Linked DNA regions of Gossypium hirsutum: region 2 is linked to region 1. A link is a contact called in public Hi-C data. All regions are on one chromosome and are shown on one strand. Each heading gives the region's core, a stretch centred on a gene start, on an enhancer-like site or on the middle of the called end of the contact. The rest is flanking DNA. Distances are from core to core; before and after follow the strand shown.

Evidence for each region. A called contact is a pair of places that touch in the nucleus more often than the background predicts.
Region 2: a Hi-C map of leaf shows a contact between it and region 1, with 2.6 times the contacts expected there. The contact joins the promoter of LOC107943313 here to the promoter of LOC107945659 in region 1. A contact is called at or near these places in 5 of 34 Hi-C or Micro-C datasets (callus, hypocotyl and leaf).

Annotation. Positions count from the first base shown.
Region 1 is chrD12:39,851,750-39,858,834 of Gossypium_hirsutum_v2.1, reverse strand. It overlaps LOC107945659 (tRNA-specific adenosine deaminase TAD1), which reads right to left and starts at 3,377. Exons shown (of 11, transcript XM_041106687.1): 1 at 3,087-3,377; 2 at 2,884-3,004; 3 at 2,629-2,774; 4 at 2,488-2,535; 5 at 2,266-2,379; 6 at 1,945-2,114; 7 at 1,793-1,869; 8 at 1,587-1,706; 9 at 1,425-1,512; 10 at 954-1,067; 11 at 480-878. The coding sequence starts at 3,243. The coding sequence ends at 876.
Region 2 is chrD12:39,998,280-40,005,364 of Gossypium_hirsutum_v2.1, reverse strand. It overlaps LOC107943313 (golgin candidate 4), which reads right to left and starts at 3,585. Exons shown (of 15, transcript XM_041106690.1): 1 at 3,200-3,585; 2 at 2,201-2,299; 3 at 1,823-1,951; 4 at 1,116-1,244; 5 at 723-861; 6 at 553-617. The coding sequence starts at 3,412.

The DNA of each region.
Region 1 (7,085 bases), core at 2,128-4,627:
AGCAGACCATAAGTTAGATAAAAAAATACAAATTAGTTCTTCTGTTAAAAATTTCATCCACTTCTACGATTAAAAATTAGTCCTGTACATCAACATGATGTACATGTAGCATGTTACCTATCACTGTCTGGTTGTTCTGCCAACCACACTAGTTTTTAACAATGCAAATGTATAAAATGTTTAACAAAAAGAACCAATTTGTTCTTTGAATGTATGTATAATAACTAGTTTACCCATTTTTAGAGTAGAGAAAGCAAAATGCAATATGACTCCAAATGCAAAAGCCTCCATTGTACTTTTTACCTTTTTATTGTTATTCGATCACATGGTTAAAGAGATCGTGTGAAAAAACCAATCAATTATGTTTAACCAATAATAAATTTATATATCAACAGAATTTTATGATATTAAACAAAAAATTTCATTTGCAAAATCATAAAAGCTTTAAAAGTATTAACGTTATTAAATAGTAAATGAGATTTTAAACCATAAATGTTAACTCTATTAAAATTTGACTTAACTAATACAAGGACTAAATTGATCTATTTAATAATATAAAGACTAATTTAAATCAAACCCTCTAATAAAAGGATGTATCAGATACTTTCACCTAAAAAAACACCAAACATTGATAAAGGGGTCAGCATGTTTTAAGAAATCCATTGACAACATAGATGGAAATACAGACATCCAACGGCCGAGATTCAAGGCGAAATACAGACATCCAACAGCTTTGATCGGACATGTGTTTCTCCTCCATATCCAACTCTATTGTCCCAACATCAGCTTGAACCAATCAACCAACCGATCACCCTTGAAAGTCACATGAGTTGCCGGAGTTGCCGGAGGGATAATTGCCCTATCGAAAAAGGCAATTACTGGAGGCCAATATCAAAAGAATACTCGTCAGTGTTTCCAAAAGACTAAAACGTTAATGGCAGTACACTGCATACCTCGTTACGAATAATTGAGAAATTCTCCAAGTTTACAGGTTTCAATAGCCAATTCCGAAAAGGAGGTCTTCCCTTAAAGAGTTTGGAAGCTGAGCTATATTCTTCTGCCCTGTCCTGCAATAAGCAAATCCAGTAATCACTAGTAGTCCATGCCACCGATGCACTCGTATTCATTTTTCCAAAATTAGGATTCTAGGGAGTATAATTTGTATCATTCGGGGTTAAATCGATGGGAAAGTAAAACCGATATCAGCATTCCATACTAATGAGTAACTCGGTTTTACAGCTCATAATCGAAGCCATTAAAAGGGTACACAAGCAACCAAGTTATACCGAGAGTTAACTGTTGGTTCAAAAAAGCATGTTTTCTTGCATCTACTACCAGCTTCATATTTGCAAACCAGACTAAAATGTATCAAGGTCGAGAATGAAATTTAATAATGTAAGTCCATAAGCATCGAGAATCATTACCTTGAGTTCTCGATAAGAAACCTCGTTGGATGAGCATCTGATTTTGCATTCATGCCTCAATGATACGAAAGTTTCCAAAAATCGCTTCCTAGGGAGGAAAAATGTTCTTATAAGAACACGTTAATGACATGTTTTGGTTCCATTAGCATACTTCTAACTTACTTGCACAACAATGATTCCGTCGATGGATAAACTGCCCCTTTAGAAGATGTGCCTTGCTTTCGTCCGGTAGTTCCTAGAATAACTTCATGCAGCCCCGATTTATTCCAGCATATAGAATACCTAAAAACCAATATATAAATCAATATAAAAAGCAAAAGTATAAAACAATACCTACACCTATTTTTTGGTATATTCAATACGAGTACCCGCAAGTTAAGGTGGCTTGAGCAGTCTCAGAATGTTGAAACTCCTTTGGTGGTACCGGTGCCGCACAAAATATCGGCTGCTCACACAGCACTAAAGTATCAAAATCCCCCTGTCCTATATATAGGATTAAGTAACTGTAAACTTCACAAACCTTGTTAACTTCAAAAGGTTTTATAAGCTCATTTGACAAAGGTGTAACCCGCTCGAACAAGGATCTTTTCAATTGTTTCACCAAGCAAACATCCTCGGAAACATAAGGAGATCTTCCGACAGTAACAGAATGCAGGTAAACAGGTCGAAGAAAGTATGAAAGCAGAGCCCCTAAGACGAGACACAATGTAAAATCATAAAAAGGAAAACATATATGCCGCACAGTTATCCATGTTTCAGTATCGATGATAGTAGAAACAAAGCATGTAGCATGCAAATGATAGTAGACTACGTATATAATAGCAAGTGATGAACCTTGAACCTTGAACACCAACAACATTCCAACGAGCTATCTTATCAGAACAGCTAACTGACAATGTTGTATCACCTCGACCAGGCTTCCTTTGAACCAATCCAATTAGTTCTGAACAATCTCCTGAAAACGGTGGTACCAATTCAATAAAAGGCACAAGGATCATACATATTACTATCAAAACTAATGTATGGTATAACCATTTCACAGAAATCTTTAATACGAACCGACCATGCTCAGCGATAGAAGACGGTACCAGACTAAGTGAAGCATCCCCACCTATTAAACACAACAAGAGGTATAGAAACTTAAAATGCATTCTCAAAAATGAAATTGAAAACTAAAAAAAAAAAAAAATCTTTAAGGAATTACATGGTAATTGAGATATGTACAAATGTAATTTCCACGCTGCTCGGATTTTGTACTTTATTCCTCCGGAACCATCCAATTCCGATTCAAAAATCGAGTTTTGAAAACCATTGTTATCATTAAGACATTGAATCTCTGCATAGAAGAACCTGGCTCAATCACAAAAGGGGAAAAATATATAAAAATCTTAGAAACCCTAAAACTTAATTTTATAAAAATCCCTAAAACCCATTTTAGCAAAAAAGGGGGGAGGGGAACCTTAATAAAGCTCTGCGAGCAATAATTTCAGCATGGGAATCATTGACAATGTTACCACTATGGGTTAATTTTGAGCGGCCTATACATTTCGTTCCCGTGCCTAATGCAATCACTTCCGTATCTGAACTGCAAAAAAGAATAAAAAATAAGTAAATTAATTCAGTATTTCCATGGAAGCACCATCTTCAACAAATTGATTGAACCTTGAGAGGGAGATGAGAGAAGAAAAGCGGCTAAAACGGTGACTTCACGTCCTTGAGGCTTCCCTTTCTTGGGAAGTGATTTGTAGAGTGAAAACACTTTGTCTGCAACTGTGGGTCCCCATTGTTTCTCTTCAAGTTCCAATTGAGATTCCTCCATGGCAGTAAGTCAAGCAAGGAAAGAAGGTGAAAGGTGAAAACTGAAAAGGAGAGACTGTGAACTGTGAAGCTTTCCACTTTGACTGGACTCGGGCTGGGTGGTCTGGTGGTTGGCCAATGGGGGCTTCTTCGAGCTACCCGGTTCGTTGTTGGGCTTGCTCTAAATCTTCGCGTTCTTCGTTAATTTAAGAAAAAGGATAATATACTAAACAAATCCTTTAACTTCTACCTTGTTCATGTAAGTCCCTTTTTCATAGCCAAATTAGCCCTGGCCTTTAAATTTTATTCACGAAAGCTCTTGTTTTTAAAATTAGTTAGCATTTTATGCTAAATTGTTAATGTGACAGAATGACATGCTAAATTTTGTTGACTTTGACAAACATACAAAAATATAATCTATTATTGTAATTAATATGATGGACTAAAAATAAGTAATCACATAAATAATATATAATAAATAATACAAAATAATATTTTATTCGGTAAAAATACCATGAAGGCCCCTACATTTGTCTCCTCTACTCAAAAAATAGGCAAATTAATCTTTGTACATTAGATCAAAGAGTATACTAGTCTACTTCTTTTTTTAATTTCCATTCATTTTCTATTGTTAAAAATTGGCATGTCTGACAGAATAATCAAATTATGACACATGGCATGCCACATGTACCTTATACTTACGTATAGGCATTAGTTTTTAATAGTAGAAATTGATAAATTTATTAGCAGAAGGGTCGAGTTACTCTATGATCTAACGTATAGGAACTAATTTGCATTATTTTAAGTAGAGGGGTCAAAATGCAATCCAGCTCCTAATATAAGGGCCTCCATGGTACTTCTACCTATTTTACTCTTCTTTATTTTATTAGTTTATAATTTAATATAGGTATACTTTTAATTTTACATATACAGATGATAAAATGTCATTAATGATTATTTCTCGTTTTATTATAATTCACCTTATTGTGTTCTCATTCTTGCATTTAAATTCAAATATATATCTCATTGTAGATTACAATCAGGGGCGAAATCAGAAAATCTTTTTAGGGGGCCGAAATTAAATTGTAATTTTTACGATAGGAAAAATGCAATTTCACCATTTTAATAGACTATATATTTATAATTTCTAAAGATTAAATCAATTTTTTATATTTTAGGGGGGTCAAATTGAAATTTTACATTTACTAATTTAATATTAATTTTAAAGAGATCATATGGAAAAATTTTCATTTTAAGGGAGGCCGGGGCCCCTGCCACCCATAGTTTCGCCACTGGTTATAGTCTCATTGTAATAATATTCAATTTAACTATTACAACAGATAATCAATTAACATGTTTTTTTTTTCTCATTGATACTAAAATAGAGGTATTAATGAAATTTCTGAGCCCAATCCTAAACTTGACTTAACCCGGAATGCTCAAATGACTCATTTCTTTATTTAAAAAAATATTTTTTAAAAATTTAATTATAAGAATATATAAACATAAACTTAAATTATTTTTTTATATTTTTTTAATTTTGTAAACAAAAAATCAGAGCGAACTTCAAATTATGATTTATTCATTCAGAATTCACGTTTTTTAAACTAACATGACTTCAAATCATTTTATTAAGAGAACAATGAATTAGACCAAATCGAATTAATTTGAGATTTAAAACTTAAAATTAACCTCACAGCTATGCAAAAAAAATTTTAAGACCTTTTTAAATATGTGGTGCATTTACTTACAATTAATATAAAACTTACGTGGTGATAAAATTAAATATTATAACAATATGTTGCACTTAACAAAAGAAAGGTAAACCTACATGTCAAAAGTAAAGATTAAAGAACTATAATCATTAAATTAATAATAATCTTAATAATAAAATATTAAAAAAGACAGCATTAAAGGTGATTGGTCCCCTTTTATTGCAAAATGGCCAACCAAGTGATTAGCAAACAGCGCAGCATCGAATCAATCAAAGGGATCCCATGCACGTCATCACATGTTTGCTTGGCTGGTCACCACCCAAATTTAGGGTTTAAACCTTAATATTTTCCGACTTAAATCTAAAAACATCATCTCTTAAAAGCTAACTCAATCATCACGCATTTTATTCCATTTAATGATTTCCTTTATCATCTCGATAAATTTTAAACCTTAATCTTTACCCGATTTATTGGTTTAATCATTAATTTAAGTGTTAAATATCAATTCGAATATGATGTAAAATATTTATACTCATTATTATTTAAGTTTTTTGAAGAATTGATATAACCCTCAATCGAGTTACTGTCTCGATTAGGAAAATTATGAAAATATTTTTTTATAATTAAAATAAGTTATATTATTCGAGAGTATTTTAGTTTTTTTATTTTTAATAAATAAATATGCATATTGTGAGGTTTAAATCCGAACCAATTGCATTAGTAAAACATTTGATTTACCACTCAACTAAAACTTTGTTTTTATAATTTTATTATTCACGCTTTATTAATTCCATCAATTGTATATATTTACTTACTATTATTTAAGTTTCTAATTGAGTTGGTATAATATGATTTCTAATAATAATATATTTCATTGAGTTTGTGTCACAAGTGTTAACTCGACACCGACTCAAGATTAATGACAACACGATGATAAACGATTTAATCTATTTTTTTAATTTTAATATTGTACATATTTAATGTGTTATTATTAATTAGTTTCGAACCATATATTTCATTATTTATTGTATGTTATTTTTAAACATACATTTATGTTCTAAAATTGTGATTTTCAGATACATATGCATGTGATAGGATTTCTAATATTTATAACAGTAAAGTAGTTTGTAAATATGAGTGCACTTATTATATAGACAGCTTGGATATAGTGTGTTAAAAAAAACATGTGAATAAAATTTAGGGTAAATTACACTAATAGTCACTCAATTATTAATAAATTTCTTTTTAGTCTCCTAACTATAAAAAATTTGACCATTAATTTTTTATTTTATCAGTTCAATTGAATAAATTATTAAAAATTTAAAAAAATTAAAAACATAAAAAATCAATTTAACTTTCTAATTTGATCGAGAGTCTACAAACTTAACCTCTTATTATTAACTGGTACTCTAATAAATTTTTTATCTAACCGATTAAATCGATCTAATTTCGAAATCAATCCGGTTATCCAGATTGATTGCGGATTAATAAATAAGGTATAAAAAGATTTTGTTTTTTTTCTTAAGACAAAATTAATCCGTTGGAAAACGACAAGACACACCTGGGATTCTTCACGCCAGCTCATCAATTTCAGGTCCCTGTTTTTTTCCCCAAACGGCGCAAAGCCTTTCAATATCGTCAAACCAATCAATGCTGGTGGTGGGGCCCCTACTCTTTCCCGTCACTACATGACATGGTGTTAGTTCCCAGCATTTATGCCTTAAATCCACTCCACGTCGTCGTATCTCACTTGCCCATACACGGGGCATACTTTAACCGCTTTACCTGTCGGCATAAAATTATTTCCCTTCAATTAAATTTTTAGATTTAAAAAAGAAAAACCATCACGAATTTATTAGTTTTTTTATATTAATTTTAGATTTTTTATGGTTAATTTTTAAATAAAAAATATAATGATAAATTTAATTTCTATGTTTATTTTTCTTTCATTTTAGCTTTAATTCTCTTTCCCGGATCAATTTAATGGTAGATTTTAAAATTTAGTTAAATTATTTTTTTAAACGAGAAATTAATAAAATTATTAAAATTTTAACAGTTTTAATGTGACAACTCATGTGACAGACTTCATTGATAATGTGAATTTTTTTTAAATTATAAATTTTTGTAAACTTTTTAAAATTTTATGAAG
Region 2 (7,085 bases), core at 2,336-4,835, 150 kb before region 1:
GACAATTAAAATCCAGAGAGAAAGAAAAATAGAGAAGAGTTTATGCATGTTTCTTTTAGAGGGGACAAATGAGGAACTCAAAATGGTCTTCAACTAACATAGACTGAAATTATTTGCTAACTCCCAAACGCTATTCAAATGAAGGACACAATTATACAAAAGTAGCAAACAGATAACAAGCTAAACAATTAGCTGATATTGAATAAACATTATGCAAAAAGTCACAGAAACATAATAATTTCAAGGAAGACCCTAGATACTGGGATTGATGTTAAAAATACAGAAATGAAGTACAGCAACTAGATTATACAATTGGAACATGCTAATTTGAAGCGATAGAAAGCACGTAAAGTTTGTCAAGTCATCATCGCTATCCATGTTGATGATCAAGGGTAAATGTGTATGAATACTGCCTGAATTGAAGAAAACACATTAAGCAATTTTCAACAGAGGAACCATCATGTGCTATAAAAGAAGGGGTGGAGGCGAGGTCATTTAAAAAAGTCAAATCAATGATAACATCTATCAACACCAAACAATTTAGAAGCTTACTTTATCCTTCTCTGATTTCAGTAACTTCAGCTCCTCCTGAAAAGACTCATTCTGCTTGTGCTCCTCTGGAATTTTTACAATAAATAAGAAGAAAGATGATATTTCCTTTGCTTGACAACAGATGATATTGCAAGCATCATAAATGGGTCCTCAAGGTGTACAAATTATACCTTGCAATCTCATCTGTACATTCACTAGTTTATCACGCTCTTTTTCAAGTTCCATCTTTAATTGCTTTATTTGTTGTTCATGACTAGCTTGAACTGCCTCCAGGGACCTATTTTTCTCTTCCAGCAAATCTGCAAGCTCCTAGAAGGCATGCATATATATAAAATTTTCATCAAGTCCACCTGTTATCTTAAGAAACAACTAGAAATACAGAGGAAAATTTTTATTTTGGAATAAAATGGAAAAAACCAAGAAAGAGCTTAGTATCCCCTAAAACAAAAGAGGGAAAAAGCAAAACAGCAAAAGGTTTCATTACCAGGTGAACACCAATTACATTCCAACATCCTAATAGTGCCTCTTATAATAAAATAGAGGGGGGGAAACAGTGCCATTACCTTTTCTCTTCCATCATGTTTAGAGGTAAGACCATTGGACATTTGGTTTCCACCATGACGATTTTTTACTAGACTTGCCGACTTACGCAGTTGGTGTGGTGACTGATCACCATTTCCCTGGAGAAATGGCTAATGCCAATCAGCCAATAAACAATGATTTAACAGACAGAGACATGCACATTATGATAGCAGGTCACTTCTGGCTTGGTGGCAGCAGAATCATAATTCAAGACAAACTTACAACATATCCAGTGGAAATAAATATATGTTCCAGTACAAGCACAACAAGAAAGCTCAATAATTAATATCACGCGTGTTATGTAATTGAGCCACCAAACCATCCAAGTATCCCAACCAACTCATTTTATGAAGGAGAGACATCAAGACCACAAGGTTACAAGAAGTAAAAGACCAATCTTTCATTCTACAAACAAGGATTCATCTCCACATTCAACTTTCTGTGGCATCCACCTATTGGGAGGTTCAAGGTTGCCAGAGGTATGAAACATAATACAACAAAACCTTTTCAGACCTGCTTCTCTCTAGTTACAGAAGCAATCAGAAACAGCAGACTCAGTAGTAGCACATTATGTTTGCTTTATTACATGGAACTACATATGCCTTCGGAATTGCAGAACCTAATGCATTAATTCCAGGATTTCTCAATAAACAAACCTCAGACAACTCTAACTGAGAGTAGCAACTACCTTGGGTGCATTAATTCCATTACTAGATACTTCGGAACTTTCGCTTCTAGCTGCACTCAAAGCTGCATTTGTCGCATTCAAATTTTGTTTCAATGAGCCATTTTCTTGGTTCAGCCTCGAAATTTGCTCCTGGAAATGGAATGCAAGGCAAATAGAGAGAAAGAAGCCATTTGAAAATGTTTAAAAACTAGAAGAAAGCTGTAAATTATTTGCACTATTATCATTTGTAAGAACTGAATTTTAGACCAATCCTGGAAATAAACTAGAACAACCACAGCATGCCCTTATTGCCATAAAATATATCACCGGTCATAATTGTAAACTACCAAGTTGGCACAAGATATTTTTAAATCAAACAATACGAAAACTATCAGATACCTCTTTTTCTTTTAATAGAGCAGCATAATTGAATGACAAAGCCTTAATTTCTGCCTCGGATTCCTGAAGCTTCTTAATTTCTGCTCTGTATCTTTCAATCTACAAAAATAATCATAACACAGTTTATTTATCATGCATGAAAAGTAAAATACCACAAATTCCCTAGAAATGCCAAGCCCACTAGTAAAGTAACGTCCATGAGATTAAAGACTAAAAATTCATGCCTACAATTGACTCAATCAAAAAGCAAACAGTCATCTCTGACACCAAAAGAGGAGCTTAGGAAGCCCTAAAAGAGGTTACATTCAACCCAAAGTCAAATGCTCTTCAAATATTATGGCAGAGACCATATTATGAACCTGAATAAGTTTTTCTAACTAGTTCTTGTGCAAATATGAAAATCTTAATACTAGAAAAGATTACACTCAGCTACTTGGGTTCTAGGAGGCTCTCTATCAACACCAAGATGACAAGAACAAATCCGATATAAATGTTGCTAGTATAGCATGTTAGACTTACAATCGTCAAATAGAAGTTCTATGCATCCATGTAAAGATCCTTGAACTATCTCAGCACTATTTCATGTTATCAACAACTTCAAACCTCACCAAGATATATATATATATAAAAGTTTAAGCAATAAATCTTTGGAAATTGAATTCATCAAGTCAAAGTTTTGGATCTACCACTAGGTGTTTACAGAGTAGCTTCAGGCTTAAGCTATCACTTCCCAAAGCTTGATTCCAAATTGCCAAAGGACAAAATATTACCTACTCAAACTATCAAATGTGATATATATCCCTAATAAAAGATCGACACTAATATCCTCAATTAATAGAGACTGTTCACTCATTCGCGAACTCAAACTGTAGTGTGAACTAAAATCATTCCATAATTCTACAAATGCATCAAAAAAACAAGCTGAATTTATTCCAAACTAAGAGGAGCCAAACATTAATTTAAACAAAAATCAAGCGCGAAAACTAAATGCAATAATACCTCAGAATTTATCGGCGAATCGGTTCCATTAGCGATCGGAGAGACAGAAACGGGCTTTGAATGGGCAAACCTATGAGAGTTCCTTCTATCAAAGAATGGCGAATGATCTCCATTCCCTGAACCGTAGATCTCGCGTTCTTCGTCCTCATCGTCGTATACATCAAGCGCGATCTTATGCAAATTCTCTTTCAAATCCGCAATCGAACTCCACATCTTCCAAAGCTCCCGCAAATCAAATTCGTGGAAAATAAAAAAAAACGTAGATGGATTTCAAAAATACCTGAGATTTTCTTCGATGAAATTAGGGCAAAAAATAACCGATACGTTTGAACAACGGTTTTGAGGATTTAGAATGTTTTTTATTTTATTTTTGCAGATATATAAACAAGAAATAAAAGGGTTAATTAATGTATGCTTAAACAGTACCGGTCAAGATCAATTGGGCGGATCCTGAAACGGGTCCGTTCGGGTTGGCCCGTTTATATCCGATTTATTTTTATTTTTATTTTTTGATAATATCCGAGGTTGAAATTTTACGCCAAAAAAAATTTCGTAGCGGCTTTCCTCTCCCCTCTTTGAAAACAATAAAAGAGAAAATTGCATCGAAGGTTATTAAACTGTTATTAAGTTTACGTTTTAGTCATTTAATTATAAAAAGTTTTAAAATAATTACTCAACTATTCGAAAGTTTTAATTTAAGCCATTGAACTATTTAAATGTTTTTATTTAAGTTACTGGGTTGTTAAGATTTTTTAAAGTTCAGCTAACGAGCTCAAGGAGGAAGACAAAAGTTTATCTTTGAAAGGCCAAAATTAAACTATAAAATTTTAAAGAAATCAAAGTACAATTTTATCTTTGTATATGCTTGTTACTTTAGAACTTTAATGGGATTAAGTTGAATAAATTTTCAACTTAGGAGGGCAAAGTGTATTTTTACTATAAACTATTTTATAATTTTAAAAACTTAATAGGGAATGAAATGAGAATTTGTCTTTGAGAGAGCTCCAAGCAATGATTTAACGATCAATACAGTGGATTAGTACCCATCAAGGAGTAGAAGTGTAACACCCCTTACCCGTATCCAACACCGGAATAGGGTATGAGGCATTACCAAAACACATACACTTGTAAACGTATTTAACCGAATTATAAAATTTCATCTAAATTAAAACTTTCAAAATAATTAACATGCTTCTATAACTTTTCACAATATATCCTCAAAATATTATAATCATAATAATTAGGGCCTACGAGACCCGATACATACTCATGCAATTTAATGTTTCATTTCCATTTCATTCAATTCACAACTTCTCATGCTCACAATTTAAATCAATTCACTAGCAATTTCCATTTAATTCACGTACAATTCAATGACATTAAGTTCAACACTAATACGTATTTACCATTTAACTCAACGTTTATCGATTATACCGTTCAATAACACATTTATAAAATTCTCAATTTTGCAATGAAAATATCACTTTAGCTTAAATAACAACATCACCCTGGTATAAATACACTACCACTTATCCATTTGCTTTAATTCGTTTGGGCCCATTTGTCACTTACCATCCTTAATCAAATTAGGGAACGATTACGGAAAATTGAGTACTTCACTTTGACTTTGCCATAGTATAACTATGGCTTTACGTATGATCACTTATCACTTGTCCCTGATCAGATAAGTGTAGCTAAGGCTACCACTTATCACTTTGTCACTTGATGAGATAAGTGTAGCTAAGGCTACCACTTATCACTTTGTCACTTGATCAGATAAGTGTAGCTAAAGCTACCACTTATCACTTTATCTCTTGATCAGAAGTACTCAAATCCGGCGTTCCGCTTAATTTAATCATTTATTCAATTTTCGCATTTTTATTTTACTCTCATTTCAACACTAAATACATTTCATCATACATTATATAATTCATGAAATTAACATTTAATCATTAAATTTCAGCCATATGAACTTATTATTTCATTATCTTTCCACACTTGTTTCTATGCACATCACACAAGATATAAGCATATCATTCAACCATAGTTGCAAGCTAGTGTATTTAAACATAACTCTTTTTGGAACTAACCACATGATAAACCATTTCAATGCATAACTTATAAATTTAACGTGGCATAATCTAGCCACTACTTGGCCAAAGCCTAAGCATATACACCAAATATGTTAGCCAAATACACATATAGCATAAGCATTATAAGCATGGATGAGCACAACATTTATTCATGTATCAGGCTTACCAACATGTGTTAATTCATAAGCCATTCAGGACATTATTTCATGCCAAATCATATACCAAATATACCATACACACATACTATGAAACTTTATTTTCACACATGAGCTTAAACCATGACCAATAATGCACAAATATAAGCATCATTTCTATTTCATCGTTTATCAATTAAAATCAAGTATATGACCAATTATACACAAATCATTCATATATTTCCCAATTTTCCTCCTCCTCCTCTCCATTCCACATCCTTAGTGTGTATAACACACTTAAACAACATTAGCTATAATTTTACTATTCACTCACATGTATATTCAAAACTGTTTATCCGAGTTAGAGTCACTAAATTATTTTTATCCAGAGCTACAGAGCTTAAAATTAAGATCCGTTAATTTTCCCTGAAACTAGACTCACATACCTTCTTACCATAAAATTTTCAGAATTTTTGGTTTAGCCAAATAGTACAGTTTATTCTTTAAAGTTTCCCCTGTTTCGCTGTCTGACAGTTCCGACCACTCTTCACTAAAAATGAATCATCTAATTTTACAGAATTTGGATGATGTTTCCATTTATTTCCTTTGAAAATAGACTCATTAAGGATTCTAAGCATATAAATTATAACTCATAATTATTTTTCTTCAATTTTTTTATGATTTTCCAAAGTCAGAACAGGGGAACCCGAAATCATTCTGACATTGTCTCACAAAATTTATTATATCTCATGATTTACAATTCCATTGTTTACACTGTTTCTTCTATGAGAAACTAGACTTAATAAGCTTTAATTTCATATTTTATTCACCCTCTAATTCAATTCTCACAATTTTTGTTGATTTTTCAAAATTATACTACTGCTGCTGTCCAAAACTGCTTTAGTGCCAAATGTTAATTTCCATTTTGCCCCAAATTTCACAGTTTATACAATTCGGTCCTTTATCAATTAACCCCTCAATTAATCTAATTTTCTCAATTAATACTTTACCTAGACATTATAAGTTGTTTCAAAACTATTTAAATTCAGAATTTCCACATATAACTCTATCTTCAAACTCTTTTACTATTAGGTCCCAAACATTCACTTTCTATTCAATTCTTTCAATAAAATCAGCATATGAACAATTTAAAGCTCTAATTCCATGCTAAATCATCATATATTTCCAACATGTATTCATAGCAACTTCCAACTTCTTTCATAGAATCAAAAACTGATGAATACAACAAGTGGGCCTAATTGTAAAAGTCACAAAAATACCAAAATTTCAAGAAATAATCAAGAATTGAACTTACTTGCAGTAAAAATAGGAAGAACCAGTTTAAGGAAACCCTTCTATGGTGTTTTTGCTTATGAGAATGCAGAAAAATAATGAAAAATCTAAATAATTCCACTTTGGTCCTAACTTTATTAAGTAAATTTTGCAATATTCCAATTTTGCCCCTTTTTCTCCTTACTTTGTTGCTGATTTCTTGCCTTTGCCGTCCAGCCCAAATAGGCCTTGGGTCTATTTGCCTTTGAAGCCCTCTTCTTTTTATCATTTAAGCTATTTAATCATTTCTCATAATTTTGCATTTGTTACAATTTAGTCCTTTTTGTTCAATTAATTATCGGAACTTTAAAATTTCTTAATGAAACC